Linked DNA regions of Ovis aries: region 2 is linked to region 1. A link is a contact called in public Hi-C data. All regions are on one chromosome and are shown on one strand. Each heading gives the region's core, a stretch centred on a gene start, on an enhancer-like site or on the middle of the called end of the contact. The rest is flanking DNA. Distances are from core to core; before and after follow the strand shown.

Evidence for each region. Hi-C and Micro-C count contacts between places; a contact is called where the count stands out from the background.
Region 2: a contact with region 1 is called in a Hi-C map of hypothalamus, with 2.9 times the contacts expected there. The contact joins two enhancer-like sites. A contact is called at or near these places in 9 of 16 Hi-C or Micro-C datasets (blood, hypothalamus, liver and 4 more).

The regions. Positions count from the first base shown.
Region 1 is chr13:63,724,058-63,729,568 of ARS-UI_Ramb_v3.0, reverse strand. No RefSeq gene overlaps it. Among named protein-coding and RNA genes, the nearest start is that of AHCY, 28 kb to the right of the region's middle. Within about 2 kb of position 2,923, at least 25 of the 54 cell types and tissues checked have an H3K27ac peak or open chromatin away from gene starts, as enhancers often do. A contact at or near this core is called in hypothalamus, where this site is marked.
Region 2 is chr13:64,081,108-64,086,618 of ARS-UI_Ramb_v3.0, reverse strand. NCOA6 (nuclear receptor coactivator 6) reads left to right here. Exons shown (of 14, transcript XM_060397729.1): 6 at 1,313-1,441; 7 at 2,151-3,008; 8 at 5,050-5,196. Among named protein-coding and RNA genes, the nearest start is that of TP53INP2, 44 kb to the right of the region's middle. Within about 2 kb of position 2,223, at least 4 of the 54 cell types and tissues checked have an H3K27ac peak or open chromatin away from gene starts, as enhancers often do. A contact at or near this core is called in hypothalamus, where this site is marked.

The sequences.
Region 1 (5,511 bases), core at 1,674-4,173:
GGTTTGTTACACAGCAATAGACAGCTAGATGCCAGGGCAGAAAATTACCCACAATTAGCCTCAGACCACCATGGATGAGATGCTAAGCTCTTTGTCCTCCTTCCGGATGCTCGTCTTCCACCCCCAAGATCAAGGATATCAGAGTACAGCCCTCATCATCTGATCCTCACATCACAAGACCACTGGCTCATCAGTCTCTTTATCTGGATGTGAGCCCTTCAGTTCCAGGCTTGCTCTCATCCACTGCAGTCTCTGTGATGGTTTAGGCAAGTGCAATCCCTTGAGTTTCCTCTTCTGTAATATGTGTAGGATCTCAGCTCTACTGACCTGACAGGGAGATTGTGAGGACCCATCCCAGAAGCTTGAGTTTAAGGGATTATTATTAATGCTTGAATTTTTAGGATCCAGGTTGGCAGCCAGAAGATAGGTAAACTGTAACTAATACATGAATTCAGCAAGTTGTGTAATGTGGGGACACCTGGCATAGGGACAAACCACTCAGTGGATGCTCTGCAGATAAGAATGACGTCCCATGTTCATTAGGATGATCCTGGACCATTGAGAAAACTTCAAGTCAGAGATCAGACTGGCAGGACAATTGAAGTGGGCCAGGGGTGGAGATATATATATTGGCCTGGAGGGCTTATACGCCATCTAAAGAGAACAACAAACATATAGCTCCTCTAGAACTGCTAATGTATAATGACGTAGTCTCAGTTGCCAGATCTGATAATTTTTATATATTTACTTATTTTAAAAATATCTATTTACCTGTGCTGGGTACAGCACAAAGAATCCTCAGTTGTGGCACTCAATCTCTTCACTTCACCGTGTAAGATCTAGTTCCCTGCCCAGGGTTCAAACCCAGGCTGCCTGCTTTGGGAGCTCAGAGTCTTAGCCATTGGATAACTAGGGAAGTCCCAGATCTGATCATTTTTAAAAGAGAAGGTAGAAACATAGACTGACAGGTGTGTTAGTCGCTCAGTTGCGTCCAGCTCTTTGCAACCCCATGGACTGTAGTCTGCCAGGCTCCTCTGTCTATGGAATTCTCCAGCAAGAATACTGGAGTGGGTAGCCTTTCCCTTCTCCAGGGGATCTTCCCGACCCAGGGATCGAACCCATCTCTTCCGAATTACAGGTAGATTCTTTATTGTCTGAGCCACCAGGGATGCCATGTGAATTCCCTCAATTGAAAAAAAAAAAAAAAAGTCAGTAAGTAACTAATTCAAAACATTAGAAAACAACAGTTTAGGAGGCAAACATCCTGAAGACTACCACATTCTAATCTCTGATCACATTTTTGTATCATCCATTCCAGTCCACAAACTTTAACCAGGTAGCTGCCCTAGGCCAGATCTGGAGCTGGACTCTGGGATGCACAGATGCCCAATATTGGGTGGCTGCCTTGGAGGAGTTTACAGCCTCCTGAGCTTTCCATTGTTTGTGGGAAATTGGGAAGTACATATAATACATTTTGGACTTCCCTTGTGGCTCAGTGGTAAAGAATCCGCCTCCCAAGCAGATTTGACCCCTGGATTGGAAAGATCCCCTGGAGTAGGAAATGGCAACCCACTCCAGTATTTCTTGCCTAGGAAATTTCATGGACAAAGGAGCATAGCTGGCCACAGTGCATGGGGTTGCAAAAGAGCTGGACATGGCTTAGCAACTAAACACACACACACAACACATTTTACAAAGCTGTGGGCCCAAAGCAAAACTGTGCAGTCCCTAAGGGGACACTGGAAGTTCTTCCTGTACAGTGGTTAGGACTTCGCCTTTTCAATGCTGAGGGTGTAGGTTCAGTCCCTGATTGGGGCACTGGAATCGCCGCAAGCTGTGTGGTATGGCCAAAAAAACCCCATACAGCTGACAATGATTTTTATCTCATAGGGCTGTTGAGGCGGTCAAACAAGGTTATCTGCAATGAGGGTTTGAAACAGTTCATGATGTAATCTGCTATCCCCCCCGCCCCAAGGCTAATGAGTTATCTTCTCAGTCCACTCTGGATGCTCTGCTCAGACCTGCCTTGGCGTGGATGATGTGTGTGGAAGTGGCTGGTGAGTCTTACTGCCCAACAGGAAGGAAGTTCCTTGAAGGCAGAGGCCAGGTCTGAGTCATCTGTGTTTCCCAGTAGCCTGCCCTTGAGACTATGGAATGAATGCAAGGGAAGAGGAAGGGAGGAACTTCATAAACAGCTCACAGATCACTGCCTCAACCCACAGGTCAAGGGCTCATCCTTGTTTAACACCCAACAGAGTGTAGGCAAGTGTCCGGACATGTGAGTGAGTATGTGAGAGTGTGAATGTGTATGAGTGAATGTGCGTATGTGTATTTGTACGTGATAGTGGGGAAGGAATTCAGGTGAGAATGGACGTGTGTGAGGGTTTGTACTGTGTTCATGCATAAACACACACGTGTTCACTAAGATGGCACTTCCAGGGGGTCAGGGTCTTCCCTTGTTCCTTCTCTTGTCCTAGCACTCTCAAAGGGTGGTGGGGTATAGGAGTGAGCACGCTGGGATAGCAGAGCAGCTCACGGCTTATCAGCAGAGGTTCTTGATCAGACATCATTGGTCTTCCTAACTCTGGGGAGATCAACCACCATAAGCCTCAGTTAAAAAAATGGGTATCACTGCAGCACCTATGTATAGGGTGGAGCATAGGAAATGTTGACTAATATCATTATGCAGGGTGTCACTATCAACATCCAGAGCAGATGCTTCCATGGTTAGTTGAAGGCACTCAAAACAAATCAAAAGGCTGCTCACTAACCATGTCCATCAAACTGTGAGTCTTAGTTCCTTTTGTGAGAGGAACTAAGGGCATAAAGTCCATTTTGCCTGTCTCCCAGGGTGACTGGAAGGTGTACGTGAGATCACAGGACTGCGGCAGGCTAAGCCAAAGCTAGAAGCAGGGTGCCCTCTCCTGGCACTATGGGGTAAAGGTTGGCTCCGGCCGGAGAGAAGCGGACCGCAGAGTGGGGATGCTGTCAAGACTCCCAGCCAAATGAGCACAGGGGAGGACAGCAGGCTGGGGGCCGCCTCCTCCCGCTTTGCCGCCCTCTGCCTGCCTCAGATCTCCCTTCAGGACTTCCTCCCTGACCTTAGACCAGACTGAGCCTGGCTGCTCTCAGAAGCATCCTGCATTCAGTTGGAGTCAGTATTCCTTTATGGGAGGCCTTAGGCAATGTCTATCTCTCCTCGAGGGAAAGGATCAGTCTGAGAAAGAAAAAGGAGTGGCAGCATCCCAAACTGTTGAATTCCTGGGATCCCCGGACTATGCTCCCAACGAATGTTAGAATAAAAGCATTGTAGAAGCCAGGCTGGAGTGGGAATTGACCCAAGAGGACACCCCGCCCCCTTGGTGAAGGCTTCACCCTCTATCAGGGACATGAAAGACCCGGATTCGGGGAGCTCCTGTCCCCCACCCCAAGGACAGCCAGGTCTATGGGCTGAAGAGACACCACAAGGTGGGCCCCTAGGCAGACATCTGGGAGCATTAATTCTTTTCACAAATACTGGGTGCCTTCTGTGCGACAGGCCTGGAGCGGGGCTTTGGGAATATAGCAGTGGGCAAAGCCATACATGTTCGTGTCGCTTCTGCAGGTGGTGAGACAATCAGACACACAATCAGACAATTTCAAGTTCATTATGTATAGTCGTACCTTCTTCTCATCCCAATTTTATAGATGGGAAGATTGAGACTCGGGGCACTCTGCTAGTGAGGAACATTCTCTTGTATTCTTTGAATCTGGAGGGCTCTTCCAAGGGGAGAAGTGAGTTGGTGGCTGGGCACAGCTGGTTCCCGGGACTCTCATTGGCTCCCTCACCATCCAGAACAGTCTGGGATGAGAAGGACTGAGGAGCAGGGTGGCAGAGGGGCTGTTTCAATCTCTCTAAGAAATCCCCCCATTTCTGTACTCTGCTGCCCAGCAGTGACATCCAGACCCCAGGAACATTTACAAACCTGAGAGGGCCTGGAGTTGGGGGCATGGAAGGAGCTGGGGAGCAGGGGAAACACCACAGGGGCCAAGCAGTGGTGAGGTCTTATTCTATCTCATCCTCATCAGTGGGGGTCCTCAGCATTCAGAATCCAACCCCCTGCCCCCATCTCACAGCTTCCCAATTAGTCCAGAGTCTGAGCAAGGCAGGCTAGAGGACCCTTTGGCCAATGGGCAGGCTTCCTTCCATTTCCGCCCCTCTCCACCCTCCAAACTGGGGACCTAATTGTCTGCAAAGCAAACACCCAAAGGACAGGTTCAAAGTTCGGGCAAAGAGGCCACAGGGCCAGCCCCGTCTTTACCTACTCTTTCTGGTACCCCTCGACCTCCTCAGAACCCAAGGACGGTGCCTGACCTGGGAGAAGGGGATCTGACAGTTACCTGTCCACTGCGGCTTTCAGCAGAATGGGTGGGGACAAGCCCCCTCACCCCACCAACCACTGGCAGCAGTTGTTTGTGTAACCAACCAGATAGCTTTCTATCTCTCTCTACATTCATATAAAGGCAAAAACCTATTTGTGTGTCCTTTTTTTTTCCCATTTACACAATAACACACTAGACACACTGGTCTGCTTTTCTTCACTTAACATTTCATCTTGACAATCGGTCGTTCCATATTATATAGGGAAACATCTTTTGTAAAAAGTGTTGCCAAAGTACTCCACCACATGGACTGGACTGTACCATTCTTTATTTCACAAGTATCCTACTGAAGGATGTTTAGAGTATTTCCAGTCTTTTTTTTTTTTTCCCAGTCTTTTGCTCTTAACATCATTTCGCCAACAAGTGCTTACCTCTTTGGGAAAATTTTCTGGAAGTGAAACTATTTGGTCAAAGAGTATGTGAATTTGTAATCTTGTTAGCTATTATCAGACTGTTGCCCATGAAAGCTGGACCAATGTACAACACAAAAAGCAATGTATAAGGTAGGCTGCTTCCCCATAGCCTCACCAAGAGACAACTAATAATTATCACACTTTTAAATTTTTATCAGTCTGATAAGTGAACTTAGAAAATGAATCACCCCCCGCCCCCCCCGCCCCCCCCCCAAACCAGCAGGGGAACCTGGATTCCAATCCCTTTGGCCCTAATAAGGAATCTTTTTCCCTCCCTGATTTTGTTTGTTTGTTTGTTTTTCATTACATAATAATAGAAGGGTCAGTCCACCAAGAAGACAAAGCAATCCTAAATGCATATGCAGGAAATAGAAGAGTTGCAAAATATGTGAAGCAAAATTGATAGAACAGAAAAGAGAAATAGACAAATCTAAAATTATAGTTGGAGACTTCAACACACTTCTCAACAACAGAGTAACTAGACAGATAAACAGAAGGATAGAGAAGACCTAAATAGCATCATCAGCCAAAGTAGCTAAATGATACATTAGAATAATCCACCCAACAACATCAGAACACACATTTATTTCAGGTGCCCGAAGAACATATACTGTGACTGACCACATCCAGGGTCATGGGTCTTAAGACAAGTCTTCACAAATTTAAAAGAACTGAA
Region 2 (5,511 bases), core at 974-3,473, 360 kb before region 1:
CGGGGTTGCAAAGAGTCGGACACAACTGAGCGACTTCACTTTCACTTTCATGAATTAAAAAACCTAATGGAACAGAGCAGCAAAACCAGAAGATGTTTCTCTGAAAAGACAACTGAAATTATTGATCCTAGTAAGACAAGTAAGAGAGAGAGGCATGAGCAGTGTAAAGAATGAAAAAAAGTGTACTCTTTAAAGGGTGTATTTTATTATGGCATGTGAATTATATCTCAGTTTTTAGAAAGAATGGGAAAAAAAATTCCATGAATAACTTTATGCTAACAAATTTGAAAGCTTTGGCAAATTAACAGGTTTCTTGAAAGTATAATTTAACTGAAACTGACTTAGTAAGACATAGCAAATGAAAAATCTACAACTACTTAAGAAACAAAATAATCTGTCTCCCTGTGGATCAACTAGTATAACCACAGGCTCAGATGATTTTACAGGTGAATGTTACTAAATATTCAAAGAACAGATACACTTATTCTTTCAGAGCATAGAAAAAGAGAAAAGATGCTTTCCAGCTCACTTCGAAATTGTTTTCAATGTGATGCTAAAATTAGGACGAGAGCAGAGGATAATTATAAGTTGTTTTCACTTATAAAGGTAGATGCTATTAATAAATCCTAGAAAATCTAATAGTATCAGAAGTTAGCAAGATGTGAATCAAGAGGAGTTCTCAAATTGCTAGTGAAAGTATAAATAGGTATAACCACTTTTGAGTGCAGTTTACCAATATCTAGTAAAATGGAAGATGCTCATACTTTAAAACCTACTGATTTTAAGTATGTAATCTAAAGAGACTCTTACATGTCTATGGAATACAGGACAAATATATGCCATTGCAAAATTCTAAGGATGAAAACTTAGTGTTCATCAGCAGGCAAATGGCTGTATTAACTCCATAAAATGGGGCACTATTATAGTCAGGATGGGTGAATCTCAAAAAAATAGTATTAAGTGAAAAGGGAAATTAAACAATACATATCGAATGGTGTCACTTATACAAAGATTAAAAGCATTCAAAAAATGTATTACAGTTTATATATGTAGAAAAGATAAAAACTTGAAACTGTTAACCCAATATAAGATAAGGAGGGAATGGAATGAGATTGGGAAGGAGTAGGAGGCTTCTTATATATATTTCATATATATATGAAGCAGGCAGAGTAGGGCAGGGTTTACATTTAAATAAGGTAGACGATGGTATAAAAATTTTTTATACCTTTTTACATCTTTGAAATATTTCATTAAAAACAAGCATTGTGTCAATTCCAGTACTCTATTCTAGAGATTTTTTTTTTTTCTCTAGGGTTAATAAGGATGACCAGCCCTGCCACTGTTATGATACCCCAGGGTGGAAACGTGTCATCTTCCATGATGGCACCAGGCCCCAATTCAGAACTGCAGCCCAGGACTCCTCGCCCTGCTTCTCAGTCAGGTATTGACCTCCAACCTTTGAGAATTGAAGAGGCTGCACTCCCTGCACAGAGCATCATAGAATTCAGCTCTCTCTCTGATGCCAGATTTCTAACTGCTCAGCTGAAATGCTGTTCTCTATATAAAATCTACCTTAGTTTCTTCAAGCTGGAAGTCATTATTTCCTTTTCAAAATTTCTTCTCAGAGTTTCTCACTATTCTTATCAATTATACCCCAACATTCCTAAAAATGTATTCTCTGCTCCTCCAAACCGAGAATTCTGTAGTGAAGTAAATTTGGTTAATGTGTCCTACTAGATCCTCCCTCCCAGAGTTCCAAAAGTAACATGTTGGAAGCACTGGAAGTCCTATAGTGAAGAAACCTGTCTAAGGCTGTGTTAGGTCCAGTGTCTCCCAAACCTGATTGACTTTATTTTTTGTTTTGTTTTCTAATACTAATGAATATAGTCCCTCAGAATATGCTTTGGAGAATACTGCTCTGCATAGTTTGCCTGGCTCTTATATCCACTTTAGAATCATACGCTCTTTATAGACAAGATTCAGTCTTTCTCTCATCTCGATAGTTGTTTTGCATTATAGTAAATGCTCACAAACATTAAATGATACCAGAAGATTTTTCTCTGTTTTGCAGAATTGCCAAGACTCTAGGATTGCTCTAGAATCTAGGTTGCAGTAAGTTAATTATTGCTTTGTTGACTATCTTTAAACAGATGCAGTGGATCCACTCCTCTCTGGGCTCCATATACCACAACAAAGTCATCCCTCAGGATCTTTAGCGCCCCCGCACCACCCAATGCAGCCCGTCCCTGTGAACAGACAAATAAACCCAGCCAGTTTTCCCCAGCTGCAACAGCAGCAGCAGCAACAACAGCAGCAGCAGCAACAGCAGCAACAGCTGCAGGCAAGACCCCCACAGCAACATCAGCAGCAACAGCCACAGGGCATTCGACCCCAGTTTACTGCCCCAACTCAGGTGCCTGTTCCTCCAGGCTGGAACCAGCTGCCTTCCGGAGCCCTTCAGCCTCCTCCAGCCCAGAGTTCTCTGGGCACAATGACTGCAAATCAAGGGTGGAAGAAGGCTCCCTTGCCTGGCCCAATGCAACAGCAACTCCAGGCAAGACCATCCTTAGCCACGGTACAGACACCTTCCCACCCTCCCCCTCCATATCCCTTTGGCAGCCAGCAAGCTTCACAAGCCCATACAAACTTTCCTCAGATGAGCAACCCAGGCCAGTTCACAGCTCCTCAGATGAAGAGTTTGCAGGGAGGGCCCTCCAGGGTCCCGACCCCCCTGCAGCAGCCCCACCTCACCAACAAGTCTCCTGCCTCCTCACCCTCCTCCTTCCAGCAGGGATCCCCTGCTTCCTCCCCAACGGTTAACCAAACTCAGCAGCAGATGGGACCAAGGCCACCTCAAAATAACCCACTTCCCCAGGGATTTCAGCAGCCCGTCAGCTCTCCGGGTCGGAATCCTATGGTTCAACAGGGAAACGTGCCACCTAACTTCATGGGGATACAGCAGCAGCCACCAAATCAGGGGCCACAGAGCTTACATCCAGGCCTAGGAGGTGAGGAGCACTGGAGCTGTTTGTGTTGTGAATTGACTGGAGCTAGATCTTAGTAGCACTTCAATTTTTAGAGTTAATGGAGGGAGTGAAACGAGGATGTAACTATTTGGTTTTGTGAATATAGTGATGACACTTGATATGACTTAGTTAACTTGATACATTATGCAGCGTCTTACTGGTTATGTTTAAGCTAGTCCTCTGGATAAAAACGCAGGTAAAATTCAATATAGATATATGTTCATTTTGTTTTTCAAATATTTTTGCCTGATCTTGTACTAGTAAATTAAGGCGTCTGGAAGAATCATGGTTTTATTAACAACTTAAGCTGTTCCGCTGTTGAAAATAAGGTTATGCAATAGAGCAAAAATGAAAAGATAAGTGTAGGGTTTTGTTGGGGAAATGGCCCTTGTGGTTTTCAATTTTGGTAATCCTAGTTAGCAAAAATATTATTAGCATGGTATTTGTTAAATTTGCTTAAAGTATTAAAGGGGAGTAAGTTCAGAAATCATTGACTTTTACAGTTTTATAATGCCAATGCCTGCTCCTTAGAGAGGGAATTCCACCAGTTATACCTAAAGGAGATTTATTTATTTATTTTGTAAGGTGCCTCTTGTATGAAGAAAAAGCAATGGAGCTTAATGTGTGAGAGGTAAAACGATTACAGTAAAACTTATCCATCTCCATGTTTATTATTTATTCTTATTAATCATTGATCTAGTGCACATGAATGTGCTTGGAGCTTTTCAGTAAGGTATAGAGAGTGTAATACTGTCACCTGATAAACATACCCCCCCACCAAAAGACACCCATTGCCTATCCAGAAAAAAAAACCCTTGCATCTTTAGTGCAACATAGCAAAGGCATGTTCCCATGATTTCTGGTAAAATTAAATCGCTCATCAGTCTTTTCACTCTCTTGTAATTACTTTTACTGACATGCAGGCTGTAATATTTGAATCCTAAGAAGTTTTGAGAAAATGCAAGAATGTTTTGGCTCCAAACTTCACTGTTCTGGGCATCTAGCCTTGGATCAGTGGGGGCTGGGTAGTCCCTCCTGCAAATGTGATTACTGATATAATTACAATGGAAGCATGCAAATGGGGACTTGTCACTGCTAAAGAAAGGACAAATGCATATTTGTCTACAAAGCGTTTTTCAGGACATTGAAAATTTGGCCCTTAAATAAATGGACTAATTCAAGTGAGCTTAGGTCTTGATGCTTTCATAGAGCAAATGATGTGCTCACCTAGGTGATCTGGCCACATCCAGGCCTATGTTATAAACAGTGAATGGGTTCTGAGATTCTTATTACAGATTTGTTTTCTGAAATTAAACCTTCCTATAAAAGAAAGTATTACTTTAGTAAGATTCCATTAGAGCACAGTTTTTGGTACCATAGCTGTCAGAATTTCAGCAAACCCTTTTGAGAGGAAGGTGTAATGATAAATTTAATATAACTTCACTTTGATGCTCCTATAAATTGTTGCTGATCTCTTATCTCTTCCAAAGAGACCAGCACAATACAGGGGAGAAATTTTTCCACAAAAAAAATTGTCATCTATTCCCTCAATGGATAAAAAAAAAAAAAATCACCTATCTATGCTTAATATCAGGACCCAGGTCTTTGTTTTATAGTATTTCTGATCAGTTTGTTTGAATATGAGAGAATTTAGTGTATTCCTTTGGTACCTACGTTAAAGTATGTAAAGGTTTGGGGTCCGTTGTATTACAGAAAAGTGAGCCCTAAACCTTGCTGTGACGTGGCCTCAGATCACATTTAGGGAGCAGATTGCCATCTTTTCCTTGGCATGTTCAAAGTGTAAATTTTTTAGTATTTCTTTTTCATTTTGACAATGCTCATGTAAGAAATTGTGTTGATTTTTTTAACCATCTTTCCCAACCTGGTTAAAGATCCTACCAGTGTGACAGAGAGAGCTAAGCCAGTGGAGACTTCATGCAGCTCATCCTTCCTTATTCATTCCACATCTAAGCAAGAGTATAAATTTGCTAGGTAACTGCCTTACTCGTTGTTTTCTATTAAGGAATGCCTAAACGCCTCCCACCTGGCTTCTCAGCAGGACAGGCCAATCCGAACTTTATGCAAGGTCAGGTGCCTTCGACCACAGCAACTACCCCTGGGAATTCAGGAGCCCCTCAGCTGCAAGCGAATCAAAATGTCCAGCATGCAGGTTTGTTTTCTATGACTTATTCAGCCAGCATTTATTGAACATTGTGTGGTAGGTAGACAACAAGGAAATACAGAGAAATGTAAGCCTTGATCCTTGCCGTTCGTTTCAGACCTATAAATATCCTTTCAGGGCAATAACTGTTATATTAAAAGTAGGTAAAATGTCTTGAAAAAATCTAGAAACACCTAAAGAAAGGAGATAAACCTAGAGGTAGAGCTGGAGTCAGCATTTTTTTTTCCTGAAAAGAACCAGGTAGTAAATATTTCAGGCTTCACAGGTTATATGTTCTCTGTTGCAGCTACCTAACTTTGCTGT